2 separate regions of the Mus musculus genome follow, and region 1 is linked to region 2. A link is a contact called in public HiChIP or PLAC-seq data. All regions are on one chromosome and are shown on one strand. Each heading gives the region's core, a stretch centred on a gene start, on an enhancer-like site or on the middle of the called end of the contact. The rest is flanking DNA. Distances are from core to core; before and after follow the strand shown.

Region 1 (4,815 bases), core at 1,937-4,436, 89 kb after region 2:
AGGGCATACTGAGGAGGTTTTGCTCACAGTATCTTCTGAGACCTCTCTAGCTGAGAAAGCACAGATGAGAGAAGTGCGCGGAGGTTCTCCTAGCCATGCAGTGAGATCGAGATCACATGGTACAACAGGCCACATATAGTGATCCTGAAGGATGGTGTGAATAGTGTGTAGTAGTCCTGAAGGATGGTGTGAATAGTGTGTAGTGGTCCTGAAGTACAGTGTGAATAGTGTATAGTGGTCCTGAAGGATAGTGTGAATAGTGTGTAGTGGTCCTGAAGGATGGTGTGAATAGTGTATAGTGGATCTGAAGTACAGTGTGAATAGTGTATAGTGGTCCTGAAGTACAGTGTGAATAGTGTATAGTGGTCCTGAAGGATGGTGTGAATAGTGTATAGTGGATCTGAAGTACAGTGTGAATAGTGTGTAGTGGTCCTGAAGCACAATGTGAATAGTGTGTAGTGGTCCTGAAGGATGGTGTGAATAGTGTGTAGTGGTCCTGAAGTACAATGTGAATAGTGTGTAGTGGTCCTGAAGGATGGTATGAATAGTGTGTAGTGGTCCTGAAGTACAATGTGAATAGTGTGTAGTGGTCCTGAAGGATGGTGTGAATAGTGTGTAGTGGTCCTGACGTACAGTGTGAATAGTGTGTAGTGGTCCTGAAGGATGGTGTGAATAGTGTGTAGTGGTCCTGAAGGATGGTGTGAATAGTGTGTAGTGGTCCTGAAGTGGAGAAGCCTAGGGGTCCTGGCTGTGTTCTTGTGGGTTGTGGAGGAAATGAGGAAGGAAGGCAGGTCTGACATCTCGCAGGCATGACAAGTGTCCCGACTGGTGAGGAAGGGACTGAGACTTGGGAAGGTAATCCTCAGGCTCAGTTGTTGGCTCAACATGGCCCTAAGCACATGATCCAAGCTGGGTCACCTGGGCTGGGAGGAAGAAGCAATAATGAGCCGAAGCTGGGCCAGAACTCTTGAGGACCTGGACCAGCCTTGGGGACTCCCCATTTACTCACTGGATGTCTGGCTCCAGCTTGAGGACCACTGTGGTGATGGGGGAAGAGTTCTGACTCTGCTGCTGACCTTGCTCAACTGTTCTCATCTGTAAAATGGGGAGAAGTGCAGAGTCCATCTCCAGGCACCAGCAGTACCGCTGTGCTGCATGCCAGGCCTCTCCGTCTCCGTCTCCATGTGCACGAACTCTTGCTGCTCACAGGGAAGTAGGTAGGGTTATTTCCATTTCCCTCTGCAGAAACTGAGCTTCACAGAGCAGTTAAAAATGAAGGTTGGCCAAGATTACAAGCATGCGTGGCTTGTAAGTGGCCTTTGACATGAGTCAGCCATTGCTAAGCTGACTCCCTCAGAGGGAGCTGGGACCTCCCTGAAGCCAGTGTTCACTGTCAGCCATCCATAGGCAGAAACACAGTGACGATCAGACTTTACCGTACCTTGAGAGATGTCCACGAGAGTCACGTACAGGCATCTCTTCCTGCTCCTTCCCCGTGTCATACACAGTGTCACCCACAGGAGTTAGGGCTGCTCACTGGAGGCAAGAGATGAGAGTCTGGGACCCAGCCAGGAACTTCCTGGGAGAGGTGACATCTGAACTGATACAAGTTCTTAATAAAAATAGAATTTTTTTTAGCCAGGCTAAGTAGAATCAGAACTAATGGAGCTTAGTTGCTTCAGGACCACTTACCTGGCCTCTTCTGTCATTCCAACAAGGCCCTGAATTTTTTTACTTTAGCAATCTGTTGTGTCTACCTATCCCCCGTGCTACCTTTCATGCTGTCTGTCCATTTCTTTTTTTAAAGGATTTATTTATTTATTTATTTATTTTATGTATGTGAGTACACTGTAGCTGTACAGATGGTTGTGAGCCTTCATGTGGTTGTTGAGTATTGAATTTAGGACCTCTGCTCACTCCAATTGGCCCCGCTAGCTCCGGTTGGCCCTGCTCACTCTGGCCCAGAGATTTATTTATTATTATACCTAAGTACACTGTAGCTGTCTTCAGACAGCACCAGAAGGGGGCATCAGATCTCATTACGGGTGGTTGTGAGCCACCATGTGGTTGCTGCAATTTGAACTCAGGACCTTTGTAAGAGCAGCCAGTGCTCTTAACCACTGAGTCATCTCTCCAGTCCCTGTCTGTCCATTTCTCATATAGCCTAGCTAGCCTGGAAGCCCTTAGCCTTAGCTAAGGATAACTTTGAGCTCCTGCACCTTCTGCCTCTACCTCCCACGTGTTACAAGTGTGTAGTGTTGTGAAGGACTGTTTTTTCTTTTGAAGAGAGACCTTTCAGTGATAAGCTGTTGGCTCCATCCCTGGTTCCATGGATGAATTATGTGACCAGGAAGGAGTGTGTGTCCTAGGCAAAAGAAACAGCATGTACAAATGCCCGAGGACATGACTGTGTGGGGCGTGCGACAGGCTTCAGCCTCATCACCTAGGACTCACTCGTCTCTACACTGTTCTCTTCAGAACCACAGACCCCAGCATTCATCAGTGTGCCCTTACCCACTCCTGTGCCTTTGTCTATATTGGTCCCTCATGGAGCACACCTGCTCCCAGCTTCATTAACGCACTTCTCAAGGCTCAGCTCCCATCTGCTCCGGACAGACCCTTCCCCCCCCCTTCCCCCTTCCCCAACATACTCACCCTCGTCTGGGTTCCTTAAATAATGGTTGCTGGTACATGCTGTTGTGGTCAGGTTCCCATCATCGTCTTTTCAAGCCCATATGTGAGGCTACCAAAGTTGGGATAGTTTCCACATAGCAGTGCCTGGCCTCTGCTCACACAGAGCAGCATAAGGACATCCTGGGAAATAGCTCAGCAGTCAAGAGCATTGGCTGCTCTTCCAGAGGACAGAGGTTCAATTCCCAGCACCTACATGGCGCCTCACAATGTCTGTAACTCCAGCTCCAGGGGATGTGTCACTTTCACTCTGGCATAGCTGCAGGCAAAACTCTAATACACATAAAAATATTTTTAAAAAGAACAACAAACAACTCACAGTCTTTCCAGGCAGTTATCTTGATGAGAGCAGCAATCCCCCAGACATTTCTCCCTATTCCTAAACTCAAGTTGCCTGGCTCCTCTGGGATCTGATCCAAGTCCTTCCCACCATGGCTGCATTTGCAGGCTGCTCTTTTTTGCTTCCTCTTCTGACATCCTGGAGCTCAGGGCCAATCCCTCCTCCTGTCCCTTGCCTTTCTAAAGGGACAGCTCTAATCTAATGGCAGCCACGTGTTATGATGAGTCACCAGAGCATCTGGGGCCCAGAGGTAGTGGCCGGTTAACTCTTAATGGGCCAGGGCTCTCTGCTAGAAGATCATGTGGGCTTCTTCGGAACCTGTCTCAGGTCTAAGTGCAAAGTGGGCATCTGGGGGATGGACCACTCACTCTGGAAGTGAGAGAGGAGGGGGCCAAAGGGAGAAGGGGCTGAGTGTGAGCTTTGGAGTTAGGAGGGCTAAGTTGCAGTTCCTGCTGGCCACTTACTGTAGAGTGGCTCTACACAGGTCACATGAACTCAACCGCTCGAGTTTTCGCATCTGAAAAAAAAAAAAATGGCAATTTTAGGGATTGTTTGAGAAGGAGAGTGTGAGCTGCCTGCTAGCGGTGCGTGCTAACCCGCCCGCTTTCCCGCCTTCTGGTCTCTTGCAAAACACTGGCCCCGTTTGGGCAAGCGGTTAGAATGAATGTCCACGCCTGTCTGCAGAAGCTAGGCTTTCTCCGCTAACATGGCCCGGCAGTGAGGCTGGACCGCGAGATCTCAGGTGTGGGGCCGGGAGCTGAGGCCTAGGGAAGGTGGAGAATTTCCCAGCCCGAGTGGGTGGAGGTGTTGGCAGCTCCGGTCCATGTCTGCGCCGATGCTCCAAGGCCAGGCTGTGCCGACCTTGAGCGCCCGGGTCCCACCTGGCCAGCGCCAGGGGCGGGCGCTGCGCTGCGCGGGCGCGGCCATGGTCCCACTGCGCGGGTGGGCAGCCCGAGACCGGCCCGGCCCCGTCGCCTTCCCCGCCCCCCGGCGCGCCCCTCCCCGGCCGCCGCGTCGCTGGGATCCGGCCGCAGCACCTGGGCTGCGCCTGGCGTCCGGCGCGCGCAGCGATGACCACGGCCAGCGGCCCGGGCGACCTGCCGGCGGGGTGAGTGGCGGAGGCCGCCTCGGGGCGCGGGCCGTGCAGGGCGAACGCTGCGGGGGCCTCCTAGGAGGAGCCCCGGGACCGCACTGCGGCTCCAGCCGCTGCGCAGCCTGCAGCCCGCGCCCCGCTGCCTCCTGGGGACCCTGGCTCAGTCACAGGCCTTCTGGGTCCCAACTTTCTCTCCCTCCTCATGGAGTCTATACCCATGGGGTGGGCCTTGTTACGATCACCCTTCTTTACAGATGAGAAAACTGAGGCATAGCTCTTAAGTGACTTTGATTATCCAGGAGGTAAGAGTGGAAAGTGAGATTTGAACACAGCTCTGTCTGGTGACATCCCCTTTAGGGATATTTGGGGTATTTGAAGGGCTCTAAGTGTGCTCGGGCCCAGGGTATTGGGTGTACCAGGAACCTAGGTTGTCAAGGTGGGTGCTGTCACTATCAACATGGCTGTCTTGGCCAGCCCCACCCCCACCCCTCCAAAGTCACAGTCAGACCCCCTAGGTTGATCCCGGGCACTGCCAGTTGCTGTCTGGAGATAGTCAGCAGCTCTGCTGTGTTTGGGTTTCAGTGCTTAGGGGGCAGTTGCTGGGATCCTAGGCTGCTGGGAGGTTGCTGGGCAGAGAGAGATCCTGCTCAGGTGAGCTGGGAGGGGTGCCTGCCCTACCTGGAGACTCAGA
Region 2 (5,089 bases), core at 833-3,332:
TGCTATGGTAGAATGGTGATGACTGCCATCACATTGCCAGAAATACTTGTGATACTACCCCTGGGCCATTAGGTGCTTAATAAATACAGAGTTTGGTTTGTTGTTTTGAGACCATTTCTTGGTGTAGCCCAGGCTGCCTGGGAACTCTTTGTAGACCAGGCTGGCCTTGAACTCAGATCCACCTACATCTGCCTACTGAATACTGGGACTAAAGGCATGCAGCACCACATCTGTCAAGACTGGTTTTTAAAAGCTCTTTTCTAGTATTGTTTCCAACCGTTTCTCTACTGTATGGTCTGTGTGAGATTCCAATTTTCTTGCTTTAAACTAACCTCCTAGTAACTTCCCATTGCAATTAAGACAAAGTCCAGATTCCTTTTAAGATACTTAACCTCAGACACTCTCATATTCCATTAGTATGCTTTCTCTTCCTGTCCCTAAAGAATACATAAAGTAAAGAGCATTAATTGTTCTCACTTTCCTTTTTTAAGGTTTGGGAGTTGAGTGATATTGACCACGATGGAAAGCTGGACAGAGATGAGTTTGCAGTTGTAAGTAACTAGATGTTCTTAAAGTGTAAAATACTATCATATGACAGCCTTCTCACACCCACACCTCCTGACAGCTTATTAAAACAGGGCTCGAGTTTACGATCTGCCTACATGCTTAAATTACAGTGTGTGTCATCTGTCTTGGGAAATAGTTCCCATTTTAATTTATCCTTAGACTATGCCCATCAGATCGTAGTTACTAATGTCTTTAGAATTTATTTGGTTGAGTGCATATATTTAATGGGTAAGAGAATGTGTATGTTTTGCCATCATTTTTTTTTCCCTCACTGTAGGTGCATAGGAAAGATACTCAGTTAATGTGCAATAAAATGATGGATATTTAAAAATCCTTATATTGATCTGATGTCCACTGAAAGTTAATATTGCTTAAAACACAAAGAGAAAAACCACTTAAAGAAAGTCAGTAGTTGGTATTAATCCCAAACTAAGTCCTTTCCTTCTCTGACACCCTGTGTAACTTTAGCTTTGTTTGTGATGATTTATTTACTTACTTACTTAATTCTTTTAATTTTATTATTTTTAATTTTTTATTAGATTTTTCTTTATTTACATTTCAAATTTTAATCCCTTTCCCCATTTCTCCTCTGAACCCCCCCCATCCCATACCCCTCCCCCTGCTCCCTAACCCACCCACTCCCGCTTCTCTGTCCTGGCATTCCCCTACACTGGGGCATAGAGCCTTCACAAGACCAAGGGCCTCTCCTCTCATTGATGTCTCACAAGGCTATCCTCTGCTACATACTTGGATAGAGCCTTGAGTCCCTCCATGCATACTCTTTGGTTGGTGGTTTAATCCCTGGGAGCTCTGGGGGGTACTGGTTGGTTCATATTGTTATTCCTCCTATGTGGTTGTAAACCCCTTCAGCTCCTTGGGTCCTTTCTCTACCTCCTCCATTGGGGATTTTTTTTTTTTTTTTTTTTTTGAGAGAAAGTTTCTCTGTGTATCTTTAGCTGTCCTGGAATTTATCCTGTACACCAGGCTGGCCTTGAACTCAAGAGTATCACCTATCTCTGCCTCCCAAGTGCTGGGATTAAAATCTGTTACCATCACTGCCCAGCCTAGTTTTATTTTAAATAAAGATATCCTAAAGCTTTTTAGTTTAGTGTCTTTATGTATTTCTGTACTCACATAGTATATACCAGCTTGAAAACTGTTGTTTCTCTCCACACACACACAGAGACACACAGGGCACATGGGTTGGGAGGGGGATGTACATTATTTGATCTGGTTGCTGTTGCTTTAGTTGCAGTCTGTATAGGATAGAGTACAGTATAGTAAGAGAACAAGATCATAGTCCAGCAGTATTAAAATTATTCTGTTCATCTTTAGGATTTTGGTGAACAAAATTTTGGCTTTAGTTTTGTCAGGGAAACTATTTTTAAGAAACATGAAATTGGTAACTTTTTCAACTTTCAGGAAAAAAAAAGTGTTGTCTATTGGCAGCAGATGGCAAGCATTGCTTTTTTGTTTTGTTCAGTGTCCACTTTTCCAGGAAATGACTTCATCTGCAGCAAGAATGCTGACCTTGATATGTGTGCTAGTCACTCTGTTAGCAAAGTACCAGCCTAGTACTACAGATACTCTGAAGTAGATTGTTTCTTTCTGAAGCTTCAAGTTTTTGAAGACATAGGGTTCATGTGTTTTCAAACTGACATGGAGTTCTTAACTGTTTGGCCAGTTTGTGGTAAAGGATTGGTTTGGCTATCCCTGGATACACAGCCCCAGAGAACTTGTTAGAAATGCAGATTCTCTGACTCAGTGCCAGCTTTACTGATCCCAGAATTCCAGGAAATTCTGATGTGCACTAAAGTCTGGGTCCACAGGTCAGATTTAGCTGTTCCAATTATAAAGGAAAGAGTGATAGTCAAAATTATCACACAGATGCTATTGTTAATATTGTAGCTAAGGAGTTCTTGGTTTGTATCATATACATTTATATATAATATTATATAAACATTTTAGTGTCTATATAGATACATAGATATTTAAAAAGTTCTTTTTTGAGACAGACTCTCATATAACCTAGGCTGGGCTCAAACTCAGTTCTCTGCTGCCTGGTCCTGAGTAATGGGGTTATAGGCATGTAACACCAATGGTGTAGTCTATACAGTAGCCTATGGCATCTTTAAAATATTGTATTAGTCAAGTTAGCATCCCTGAGCTGCCGTTTCTTCATTTATAAAATATTAGCCATCATATAAATTGTGGGTCACAGTTGTATTGAGTACTCAGTAAGTACTGATTTGAAAATTCTATAAAACTCAAATTTAGGAGTTAAGATAGATGCCCAATGCAAATTTCCTTTGAGAGAATTATAATTTTCAGTGGGAAAAAAAAATCAAGAAATAATGCACCCACTCTCAGTTGCAACGGAAATCCTTCTTGAGGTTAAAGATATTGTCTATTTTTCTTTTATTATATAGTTTTTAAATTTATTTATTTATTTATTATATGTAAGTACACTGTAGCTATCTTCAGACACTCCAGAAGAGGGCGTCAGATCTCATTACAGATGGTTGTGAGCCAACATGTGGTTGCTAGGACTTGAACTCAGGACCTTAGCAAGAGCAGTCGATGCTCTTAACCGCTGAGCCATCTCACCAGCTCTAGTTTTCTTTTTTCTTTTTTTTTTTAATTAGGTATTTTCCTCGTTTACATTTTCAATGCTATCCCAAAGGTCCCCCATACCCACCCCCCCAATCCCCTACCCACCCACTCCCTCTTTTTGGCCCTGGCGTTCCCCTGTACTGGGGCATATAAAGTTTGCAAGTTTTCTTTTTTTAAAAGCCATAAAACTTCATCCTCTGAGAGTATGAAAGGTATCTTTAACGTGGAGAAGTTACAGTGTTTTACAGTAAATATTCTACAGACAGTAAGCTTTTAAAATATATGTACACATATACATACACACTTTAGATATTTAAAATATTTTAAGGTAGGTAATACATTCTAATCATTCAAAATTAAACAAGAAGATAGTGAAAAAAGGATCCATCTCTGCCTGCAACTGTTGTAGTCTTCTCTGGCCAGCTACTTTTCTTACTTTCTGGTTTATCCTTGAATTTTCCTTGTTCAAATGTACAAAAATTTTGAATAATTATTTGCTCTTTACCACAGAAGATAACACCACACAAACACACATGCACGCACACATATACTGGAGGTATGTGTTCAACACTGTATTTTTTTATGTTATCATTGTGCTTTAGATTCTTGGACTTATTTTCTCATAGAATACATTGTGATTTTTTTTTTCTGGTATATTGTTTTTTGAGACTGAATACAATGGATTGCTTCCAATTTAAGTATGTAATTTGGTAAATATTGAAAATTTCGTATTCGTGAAGACAATACCATAATGCTTTCCTATGATTTGTTTGTTTGTCTGTTTTGTTTTGTTTTTGAGACAGGATTTCTCTGTGTAGCCCTGGCTGTCCTAAAACTCACTCTGTAGACCGGGGTTGTCCTTGAACTCAGAAATCCTCCTGCATCTGCCTCTCAAGTACTGGGATTAAAGAAGTATGCTTTCCCAACCTAGCTTCATTATTTTTTAAAAACGATTGTTTCATAGTTTTTTATTATATAGGTATATCATCACTTTAGTGTTAGTCTTTTATTGATGGACAGGTGCTATTGCAGCCAATTGTTATGGTTAATAATCTTTTTTCAGGCAGCATTTCATATGGAAAATAAATGTAAGTATTGATTTCTAGATGTGAAATCATTTAGCCAAAGGGAAGAGTGTATTTGCAATTTGGTGATCAGTTGGTCCTTCAAAAGGATATTACTGATTTGAGTTTTATATAGGAGAAAACAATAGTTTTCCCTCTATAGTCTTTTTAATTTCTTGGCTGAGATTCATGTAATGAAAGACATGTTCTCAAAAGAAAAATGTTTATTAATATGTATAATTTATATTTACTTGGGAGACAATTTGAGGAAAGAAAAACTTTCCAAGAAGTAGCATAAAACTTAGGCTTATTACAGTGTCTTCAACACATGTAGAGGTTTAGGTAAATGAGAAGGCAAAGAAAAAGGCCTAAGACACTAGAATGCACAAATTACAAAAAGGTACCAATGGTAGATAGCAGTGAAAGTGGATAGATAGTAACAGCAGAAACCGATAACAGCTAGAGTAACGCCTCTTCTGTGAGTGCTTCTGATGCACCATCTCCATGCTTGTAATGTTAGGTGAGGCTGTGGCTCACCCATGTAGCCCCAGCACTTGAGAACTAAGGGTGGTTTAAGGCAAAGTTATCTTGTGTCTTGCCCAGTTGCCCTCTGCTACAAATAATCCTGCCATAGTGGTACTTATTACCCTTTGGTGCTCAGTAGCAGTGTCTGACAGTGCCTCTTTTTTGAGAGTTCACCTCCCAAGTACATTATGAAAGTTGGGATTCTTGCCACTTAGGCAAAATGTAAACCCACTATAATTTTAACCTGTAGTTTTAGTTTAGGGGTAAAATTGAGTATGGCTTTTATATGTTAAACGATGAGCTATTTGTGATGTTCATTT

What was found. HiChIP or PLAC-seq counts read pairs in DNA pulled down with a chosen protein or histone mark.
Region 1: a contact with region 2 is called in an H3K4me3 HiChIP or PLAC-seq map of bone marrow-derived macrophages, with 2.6 times the contacts expected there. The contact joins the promoter of Ttc39aos1 here to the enhancer-like site in region 2. A contact is called at or near these places in 4 of 39 promoter capture datasets (HPC-7-derived erythroid cells, hematopoietic stem and progenitor cells, hippocampal neurons and 1 more), 1 of 484 Hi-C or Micro-C datasets (nephron progenitors), 3 of 115 datasets of contacts at active chromatin or transcription factors (bone marrow-derived macrophages and embryonic stem cells) and 3 of 9 other capture datasets (adipose tissue, liver and pancreatic islet).

The regions. Positions count from the first base shown.
Region 1 is chr4:109,403,071-109,407,885 of GRCm38.p6, forward strand. It overlaps Ttc39aos1 (Ttc39a opposite strand RNA 1), which reads right to left and starts at 3,187. Exons shown (of 4, transcript NR_131195.1): 1 at 2,656-3,187; 2 at 1,442-1,536; 3 at 1,010-1,199; 4 at 1-923. Ttc39a (tetratricopeptide repeat domain 39A) reads left to right here and starts at 4,030. Exons shown (of 18, transcript NM_153392.2): 1 at 4,030-4,139. The coding sequence starts at 4,102.
Region 2 is chr4:109,315,354-109,320,442 of GRCm38.p6, forward strand. It overlaps Eps15 (epidermal growth factor receptor pathway substrate 15), which reads left to right. Exons shown (of 25, transcript NM_007943.3): 8 at 492-551. Among named protein-coding and RNA genes, the nearest start is that of Gm52702, 25 kb to the right of the region's middle. Within about 2 kb of position 2,083, at least 21 of the 459 cell types and tissues checked have an H3K27ac peak or open chromatin away from gene starts, as enhancers often do. A contact at or near this core is called in adipose tissue, bone marrow-derived macrophages and liver, where this site is marked.